2 separate regions of the Mus musculus genome follow, and region 2 is linked to region 1. Evidence: chromatin contacts called from public Hi-C data. All regions are on one chromosome and are shown on one strand. Each heading gives the region's core, a stretch centred on a gene start, on an enhancer-like site or on the middle of the called end of the contact. The rest is flanking DNA. Distances are from core to core; before and after follow the strand shown. Region 1 has its middle 22 kb from the start of Gm13479. Region 2 has its middle 23 kb from the start of Gm30792.

Region 1 (5,151 bases), core at 805-3,304:
TTATCCATGAAATGTTTTTCTTTCTGTATCTATATGGTTTATTTCACTTAACATCATGTCTAATGCCATTTATTTCACTCTAAGTAACGTGATCTTATTCCCTTTTATGACCAAGTAATACTTATTGTACATGCATCACATGTTTTTTATCCTTTCACCTAATTCTAGAACTTGCCTATTTTGAGTAGTGCTTTGTTAAACATAAGTATGCTGGTATTCTACTGCATGATGTTTTGCATTATTTCAAGTATATGACAAGGGATAAAATAACTGCAGCATGCTGTATTTAATGTCCCAACTTACTTTTCATCATTGTGATAAAACAGGGACCAAAGCCGCTTCATCTTACGGCTTGTAGTCCATTACTGAGGGAAGCAGAAGTTTCCATTCAAGGTAGGAGTGTGGGGGCAGAACTGAAGCGGAAGTCACGGAGAAGTGCTGCTTACTGGCTTGAACCGTATTAGCTTGCCCAGCTTGCTTGTATACCCAGAATTACCTGCCAAGGAGTGGCACCACCCACAGTGGCCCACCCTCCATCAGTTATCAACCAAGCAAACGCCCCACAGACTATTCCTCAAGTCAGTCTGATGGAGGGACTTCCTCAAGTGAGTGAGGCTCTCTCTTCCCAGTTGATTCTAGTTTGTGTTGTTGACCTAACGAACCAAGATCTTCTATTTTTAGTTTGTCAAGGTACTTATTTCTGTGGTAAATAGACTAATTTGCATTCTCATCAACAGCTTTGTTTTGTTTTTTAAATTTCTTTTGGAGAAGAATTAGCAAGGACGTAGGTAGAGGAAGAAAGAGAAAGCAGGCTTCTTGAAATAGCAGCTCCAGTTCCCAGAAGACATTGCAGGGAGAAACGGTGCAAAGGCTTGGGGGTCAATATCTAAACAGGGCACTCTTGGAAATGGGAAAGTCCACAGTCGCTATAAAAAATCCAAGCCAGCATCCATTTAAAGGACAACAAATCTATAGATCTCTCCCACCCCAAACAGATGAAGTTATTACACTAATTTTCTTTGATGTTTGGTCTTCTGTCTTTTTCTGTGGGGGGGAGGGCATCCAATTATTTGTGCATACCAGAGTAGGGTCCTTGTAGACAGCTCCCAGCACCTATTAAACTTGTGATACATCCTTACTAGATTCGTTACTTTGTTTTTTGTTTTTGTTTGTTTTGTTTTGTTTTTTTTTGTTTGTTTTTGATGGTAGCCATTGTGACAGGGATGAAGGTGCATGTTTGACATCTTAGTGCAACAGTTTATTTTTTTTAAATTTTTGTAATTTGTTATTTTTTATTGGTATGTTGATAAAAAGGCCAGTCAGCCTTGAATTCATTCTTTAACCTAGGCTACCCTTGACATTTACTATGCAGATTAGGACTGGCCCTTAACTCATCATGTAGCCTAGGCTGGCCTAAAATTCAAGATTTTCTGGCTCCTGTCTCTCAACTCAATTGTTTGCTTTTAGTTTTGCTTTCTTTTATTCTTTTGAACTGTAGTTCCCTAATAGCTGAAGAGTTGGATGTTTTTTCTTGTATCTATTGAGAAGTATTTCTTTAGCTAGTTTGCCTACTCACTGATAGGGTTATTTGCTATTTGGGTATTATTTCAGACATATAACATAGGAATAACTAGGACATATTTTCTCCCATACTTTGATTGAGAATATGGAGTCAACAAACACATTTGGTTTTTTATTGATTGTGTTACATTGATAACATTGTTGATTTTGCATTGGTGCAAAGTCTATAATTACGTTTCATGTGATTCTCATTATGCACTTCGCTCTTATTTTGTTAGTGACATCAGTCAAACACCTCATGCTTCAACTGCAAGGGCTGCGGTGAAGAGCTACGTTAGCTAAAGCATGTGAAATTGACTTGAGGACAAACAAACTCTATACTTACTGTTATTTATGCTTGAGAATGGGTAAATACAAGCAACCATTTATTTGGCCCAGCCAACCTTTTGGTTCTCTGACTTTCTATTTGGACCACTAAGTCTGCTGCACAGACATGTCTTGCCCAATAAGATTTGGAGACATATTTGACATTTCACCTCTTGCACAAGTCCTGGCTAGATGCAGCTTCTGTGTGCTCCAAAGTACCCCATGTATAACTGCACCAATGCATTTACTGCACTGGACTGGCCGGGTGGTCCGTCAGGCAGAGGTTCTAGAGAGTAGCCACAGTCGGTTTTCATTTTCATCTCTCCTTCACTGTAGAACATTTGGCCCACTCTAGACGCTTCTGGATGTTTACCAAACCAGTCCTAAAGCTTGGAGACACACTGGTGACTAATACATATTTTAAACAAATATTCCTGTTTAAAACACTGTTTCATTTAGTTAGCTGATGACTTATAATAAATATGACTTTGTAATTTCTAATTGGAAATCTTTTAATTTCTTAATTAGGTTTGCCAGTTTATCTTGAGTCTAGTAGAAAGCCACGAGTATAATTATCTTTCCTTTTCCTAGTATTACTTGGGATTTTCTCTTTTCCTTTCTTTCCTTCTGCAAGACATGAGAATTCCTTGCAACTTTTTCCTTTCTCTGTTCTACCGAGCAGTTTATGGACAGGCAAGCTGCCAAATGGTGATCCATTTTCTCAAAACGTTGTCTGAGACCATGCCAGCCAGGCACACGGGCTTGTCTACCGCATCAGAGTACACTCGCAGAACTTGTGCAAAATTATGTTTGACATTAAATTATAAACCCTTAGCATAATAATAAAAAATAAATAACCCTCAAAGCAAATTAAAAATATGTTTTCACTGGAGCAGGTTCTTAGCACACTGGAAACTCGATCTTAGTCATCAATCCATGGGCACACTTCCATTTCTGGAGGGGTTTGAAATTTCTGTCTGTGCAGAGAAAAAAATTCTAATTCATAAAATGAAAATTAGCTAATAATATAATTTTTCCTCCTGAACTGCTCTGTTGATGAAAACATGTCCACTGCTATCATAGAAATGACTGACTTTTCAAATAAAATAGTTTGTGTTGCCATAAACAGAAGGGTAATGGCCACTGCTGAGTTTTGCCAAAAGAAAGAGTAGCCAGCTGTGGCTGGCTCATCTCTCTCTCTTCCCTTTTCCCCTCCCTCTCCCTTTCTGTCCCCCTCTCTACCTCTCCTTCCCTCTCTTGCTCCCCCTCTCCTTCCTTTCTCTCTCCCTCCCCAGTCTCTCCTCTCTCCTGCTGAAATATTGATTTAAATATCCCTTCTTGGGACTGTAGATTGATAGAGTCCAAAGAGAGCCCAGGATAAAGAAGAGACCCTTGTGAATCTGTGCATTCTGGTTCTTCACAGTAATAAAGAGAACAAGGGTGGATGGCAGAGAGCTCCTCGTGATCATACTCAGCATTTCAAACTCTGGACATTTTGTGCATCTTCTCATTTGTCAATGTCTTCAAATCACAGATTTAGGTTATTAGCTTCCTGTGCTGCTAGAGTTACAGTTTTAACACAGTGCTTGCACATGCTCAGTAAGTACCCTGACAAAGACTTAAATTTTGATGTGGTTTAAGTGGCCACTCCTAGGTTCTGATATATAAATCTAGAAATTTGTGTTTTAAAGTACATTAGTTCATTGTAGTCCTGTTTGTGATTAAATTATTTTGTAGCTATTTTCCATTATAAGATACAATAATAATCGTACAATAACAACAAGCTTTATCTCTAATGTATTTATTTCTAAGGTTTAATTTTAATTGCATTTTACTTACTCATAATTAAAATTAGTATTGTTATGTGAAATTATATTTATACATCTATATAAATGTTTCTGACAGATAACTGGTATGCTTTTATGACAGCATCAAAATGGATATGCCTTCTCTAACTTAGTAAAAAATAAAGACCAGAAATCAAACAGCCTATGTCTGTGGGGGAAGACACAAGAGTGCCATTTTACACAAGATAACATTTCGAAACGATTGCCAGGTAACTTGGAAAATTGCAATGTGTCTGTTCTCCTGCCAAATTTGTCTTAGCACTGGGAATTAATTTCCCAATGTCTTTTTGGAAGTAAGAGGTGAATTCATTATTGCAGGCACTGTGATATCTTTGGAAGTCTGACGCTTCAGATGAACATGGAACCAGTAATATAATTGGACTCGGCTTCTTTATCTTTCAAGGGCTCTTTTACATGACAACACAATATACACACTGCTCCAAGGGACACCTTTGGCATGTCTACAATTCTAATTTCTTTCTACACTCTTGTTCATTGTGAATTCTTGGAACCTAAGCAGGATAGTGGGGGGGGGGGGGGTGCATTCAAAGCCTGGTGACCATTAGCCTTCCTCAGCAAGTTGGTCTCCTGAGAGCTCTAGGATCATTTGTAACAATTGCCAGAGAGAGCTGCTGTTCTCCACGGCTGTGAATGCAAAGCTTTGGTATGAATTTCAGCGGGGACTCATGACTCCCAAGGGGTTGAAGGTGAGCAAGCTCACTGGGAGTTAGGGGTTGCTCATGTACAGGGTCAGGCTTGCCATGCAGGGAAATGTCACGCTAAAAGCAAGGGCACAGGTGGGTTAAATTTTGCCCAACAGAGAAGCTTGGAATGCTGCCATGTAATAGATGTGCACTCTTGGTATCAGAGAATCCAAAAGACTAAAAAGCATCGAGTCTTAGTTAAAGGCCTCAAGACAAAATGGCATGGCAGGCGCTTGGCAGCAACATACTCTGTCTCCCATAGATGTCTTTTGCCCTGTTTTCATGTCTTCTCCCAGTTACAGAGTGTGTGTTATGTTTGCTTTTTTCTTTCATCTTTTACAATAAAACTTGATTGATAAGCACCTCCTATTAAGGTTTATCTGATAATGTTTGTTAATCGTTTAGCATTCTGACAAAACTCTCCCCCCACCCCCTCACCCAACTTCTTTCTAAAAACCTTCAGAGTAAGACAGAGGTCATTAAAAAGAAAGTAGTAGCTTAAGAAGTACAGATGGTTTTTCTAGGGCAATAGGCTTCCTTTGACTAAGTCTGGGTCAAATCTCTTTGCTTAAGAGTTAACTCTGCTTAGGTTCCGCCTTGGAGTTCCAGATTGGACATATCTCTGCTGACTGAATTTTATTACCATGCAATAAAATAAAATCCAAAGTACTTAAACTCTTTTTTAATGAGGACTACCAAAATATTTTTATTCT
Region 2 (4,826 bases), core at 688-3,187, 150 kb after region 1:
GTTCAGGCTAAGGATGAAGCCCAGATCTCCATAGAAGGCAGTGGCCAAACCAGCTAACTAACACACTGACCACAGTTCAGCACTGTGGGAATTTCAAAATCAATGCTTAAAAGAATTAAATACATTCTCCTCTATTTTTCACTCATTCCTGTTCTATCTTAACTCCTCACATTCTTCTTTAGGGCCTGACTTGACAAATCCCCAAATGACAAAGATTAAGAGGGTACCTGTGTTAATTATGAAGTAGCAGAGCTGGAGATCGATGCAGGCAGTTTAGAAGTGACTCCCACATCCTCAGTTCTGTGTCTCCCTGTGTCTGTAACTTGGGAGAGTTTCTTTCCATCCGTAAACGTCATAACATTTGGTCTCACTTGTGTGGTGACCGTGAAGCTGGAACTTGTCCTCCAAATAAGGCAAACTGAAAAACGTGCTTAGCTTATAGATGAGCACACCCTTTGTTCAGTGGCCCTTATGGATGGAGTTCTAGGTTACAGTCATAGGAAGTGCATCACATATATGCAATACATCCAACACTTAATGACCTACTTTTGTAAATTATGGATTGGTTCAAATATGTACTATTTAGTGAATAAAAACTATTTGTTTTATGATAGTGAATTTATAGGATTGCATACTTCAGTGCCAATGTGGAAAACTCTAAATCAACTGGTTTGTTTGTTTGTTTGTTTGTTTATTTAGTATCATAATACAGTATTTAAAGATGACCCACTTTGCTTTAAAAGTGTATAAGCTCTAAGGCATCTCAGTGTACTTGGGACTGTGTTACCTGTTCTTCTCTTCAAATTACTGTCTGCATGATTGTCACTGTCTCCCGGTTCCACAAAGAACTCCTTGATGACATTTATCAGCCTCCGTTTTTAGACATGATTTCATTAAAAGCCATTCTCCTATAGTCGTTGTGCTCTCTCTGTTTAATGTGGTCTGTAGAGTTCATCAGATGTATGTGTTAATGGCATCAGCTGGGTTCAGGTTTCACTATAGCTGAACCTCTCTATTGTTAATCACTTAGCTAACATATGTCAATATCATAGTATGGAATGACACTCTCTGCAGCTCCTTTATATTCCTGTCACTGCCCTTTCTGAAAGATTAGAAAAGTATCGATTATCATTGTTAATTCAGAAGTGGTGGGTATGTGTTGGCTTCCCCTCACTAGAATACAACAGCACTCAACTTGGGTTAGAACCTTTCAACTTGCTCAGCCTTTTTTAGTGATTTTTTCTTCAGTCCTTCCTTTTCTCTCTTCGTTTGCTACTTTCACATGCAAAAACCAGGGGCTTGCAATTCCAAAAGAGGAGAGATGTTTATATCTTTCTACTTCAAGTCACATCCAACATTTCTCATCTTGAAGTGGCACAGCTAGGAGTAATCTTTGTTTGCTTTCTGCAGTGTTATCGCTCCCTGGGGACACACAGGGAGTCTAAGACTGGGTGGGAAAATGTTGTAGATTTGTACAGGATGTATATTGCACTTTAGAATTTTTGGCATACTGAGATAATTTTGATCCTCATATCTTATATTTGGTGTCCTTTGATAGCTTAGAGTTGAATAAAGTCTCTCTCTCTCTCTCTCTCTCTCTCTCTCTCTCTCTCTCTCTCTCTCTCATTCTTACTCTGTCCTCTTTAAGTCTGATGTCATTGTAAACAGAAAGATGAGGGCCTAATATTGAAGGGCTGCTAGCTTCAGGGTGAGTGGTGGGCTCAGCAGAGTGTGATGGTAGAGAGTCATTCCACTTCAAGGAGGATACTGCCCAATTTTTTAAACTTAATAGGATTAGTCATGGGAACTATTTTTAGCAGAAGTTCAACTTTATCCATGTATTTTAATGTGGGAAAATTGTGTCCTTTTCCCTCTGCTAATGTTTGATGTATTCCAGCCCTCCTGTGAGTGTGTTTGAGTATCTTAGGGGATCTGGAGTGGAGGAGAACTTCCTCTCAGATTCTCTCTGTTTTCTTTCGGGAAAATGACATTCCAAAGCTGTTTCACTTTCTGACAGGAAGTGGAGCCTTGCCAAAAATGATTAAAGTCCAAGAAAACATAACAGCCCCAAAGCTGCCGCAGTTCTTTAGGAGCCCAAGTTTGACATTGTGTCAAACAAACATGAAATATTGTTTAATAAATTTGAATAATACAGAGATAGGGGAAAATCATTCTTGGCTTATAGCAGTAGTGCTTTGTATTGAGTATGTAAAAGACTACCTACTCCTAACAAATTGAAATTAATACGTGAATACTCTTGTGTAAAGTTATCCCAGCTTGTGACTTCCTCTGTTATACTAGTTATCTATAAGAGGGAAAAAAAACTTGTCTGAATTATGTGTAAGTTCAAACAATTATGCATAGTGTTCAGGGAAATAACTCTGATAGTGCAATCCACCCCTCTCGTAGTACATAGTTTTCAAGAAAATATAAAAGGTACACAGTGGATTCATTGATAAATTCATTTATAACAAAAGAGTTTTATTAAAAGGGGTTAGATAATAACTTAAACTTAAGTTGATATTTGGAAAAATAAACCACCAAAACTTTATACAATTTCACTATATTCCCACCCAAGATAATTATGACCTTCCTCTATCAAATAAAGCTAAAAAAGAAAAAAAAACCCATAAACTTCTCTTATTAAAAAACTAACACCTCTTTTTTTTTAAAAAAAAAAAAGGAAAAGTTTAAAATACTGGACTTAAAACACACCTGAAAACTTAATCCTTATATTAAAAATTCTTATTTCTGTTATCTTTGATGTTACTATTCCAGGTGTATATTTGAAATATATGTTTTAATGAAAACTATTCAGTAATTTCTGTACTCACAGACACTCAACAAATCCCACAATTCATGATCACTATTTAGACATGTTAAATTGATTAGAGAAGTCATTCACTGTCATTGGGTACCATTTGTCACTTCATAAACAGCTGCAGTGTGCTGCCTCCAAATGCAGAAGGACCAACAAATAAATCACATCAAATGGTGGGAGTAGATGCTATCCTTTCATCTATAATTGGTATAGCCCTTTTCTGTCACATTTGCTCATTCTTATGATTCTAGTGTGGATTGACAGACAGGGAAAGGGCAGCCTCTGTCAAAGATGTTCAGAGAGTGTGTGTTCGGGTGATGTACCTGCTAATAGATATCCATCATAATATTACATTAATGTCACCATGCATCAAACATACAACTTACCCATCTAGGTATCTGATGTTAGACCCATAAGGATCTGTTCCCACAGGAAATAAGCTCTTAGCTTTGACAGGAAATTGATAGATGTCAAAGCAAAAACATGATTTACAGATACAAAGGAAAATAAGTGTACATTGCACATACCATTCCAGTGTGTGTAACTATAAAATTAGAAAGTTTAATTTCAGACACTATAATAAATATATATAGAATGGGATTTTTTTGCTAATTTCAATATACAATTCATTTTTAAGCAATTTTTTTCTTTTCTTATTAAACTAAAAGTAGCCACTGTTACAATTAATGCTTGGTATTATGTCCTAGATTAAGACTTTAATGAAAATCTGCTTTCTTGGAGGTCAAAACTCTTTCACCCTGCAATATCTATGTGTTTTTAGTGCATGTGTTCATGTATATATGCATACCACCATACACAGAGGCTTCTGTATATATTATGCAATAGAGTCATACCAACATTAAAAATTAACATAAATTAATGAAGACAATATACTTTCATAATGTCAAGTCTTTAAACACTGTGCACTTTGGGGAAATAGAAATGGCCCATGGTTGTTGCTGAACTGTCTCTCCTACATTGTGATCAACTTTGAGAAGATAATGTTTGTATCCACTCAACTAACTGGAAACTCATGTTGGAGAAGCTGTGTTATTTTTTTCAATCTGAATTTGCATGTGCTATCTCATTGTATTTCCATTGAATCATGATTATTTTGATTCCTATTTTATAGACTAGGAAATAAAGGTGGCAAGAAGATATTGTGCACAATATTGTGCCCCCCGTCCCCGTGCATGCTAAAGGAAAGAACCTATGGTGGTGAGGCTAGAATTGTTTGACTCTAAGTTGCTTTGCATTGTGTTTCCTTACACAATTGTGAAGCAAACAAGGTAGTGGTAGCAGGAAAGGCAACCACCATAGGTCTGTCTGCAAATGTACTGCTGTCCCCCACATGTCACATTTCTAAATGCTGGATTCAGAAGTGGCATATTTGGGAAGCTTCCTCCTACAGAACTCTAAGCTTCATCCCATGTCTAAGCTGAAGATCCCTGAAGAAAGAAACCAAGTAGGTGAAGGGTTTCTGAGAGCAGACGAAACCAGGCTAGACCAATATAGAAACTAATTGTTGAAATGGTTTCTGGTCTTACACTTAACTAGTTGAAATCTACTCTCCCTCCCTCCCTCCCTCCCTCCCTCCCTCCCTCCCTCCCTCCCTCCATCCCTTCCTTCCTTCTTTCTTTCCTTTCTACCTTCCTTTCTTCTTTCCTTCCTTCTTCACCCTTCTCTCTTTCTCTCTTTTTCTTTCTTTTCTTTATTTTTTCTTTCTGTCTCTCTCTCTTTCTTTCTTTCTTTCTTCTTTCTCTCTGTCTCTCCCTCCCTTCCTTCCTTCTTTCCTTCCTTTCTTCCTTTCTTTCTTTCTTTCTTTCTTTCTTTCTTTCTTCTTTCTCTCTGTCTCTCCCTCCCTTTCTTCCTTCTTTCCTTTCTTTCTTTCTTTCTTTCTTTCTTTCTTTCTTTCTTTCTTTCTTTCTTTCTTTCTTTCTTTCTTCCTTCCTTCCTTCCTTCCTTTCTTTTCTTTTTTTCTCTCTGTCTCTCCCTCCCTCCCTCC

Evidence for each region. Hi-C and Micro-C count contacts between places; a contact is called where the count stands out from the background.
Region 2: a Hi-C map of 3T3-L1-derived adipocytes shows a contact between it and region 1, with 2.5 times the contacts expected there. The contact joins two enhancer-like sites. A contact is called at or near these places in 9 of 484 Hi-C or Micro-C datasets (3T3-L1-derived adipocytes, the G1E-ER4 cell line, the N1E-115 cell line and 1 more).

Annotation. Positions count from the first base shown.
Region 1 is chr2:45,365,392-45,370,542 of GRCm38.p6, forward strand. No RefSeq gene overlaps it. Among named protein-coding and RNA genes, the nearest start is that of Gm13479, 22 kb to the right of the region's middle. Within about 2 kb of position 2,055, at least 12 of the 459 cell types and tissues checked have an H3K27ac peak or open chromatin away from gene starts, as enhancers often do. A contact at or near this core is called in 3T3-L1-derived adipocytes, where this site is marked.
Region 2 is chr2:45,513,049-45,517,874 of GRCm38.p6, forward strand. No RefSeq gene overlaps it. Among named protein-coding and RNA genes, the nearest start is that of Gm30792, 23 kb to the right of the region's middle. Within about 2 kb of position 1,938, at least 41 of the 459 cell types and tissues checked have an H3K27ac peak or open chromatin away from gene starts, as enhancers often do. A contact at or near this core is called in 3T3-L1-derived adipocytes, where this site is marked.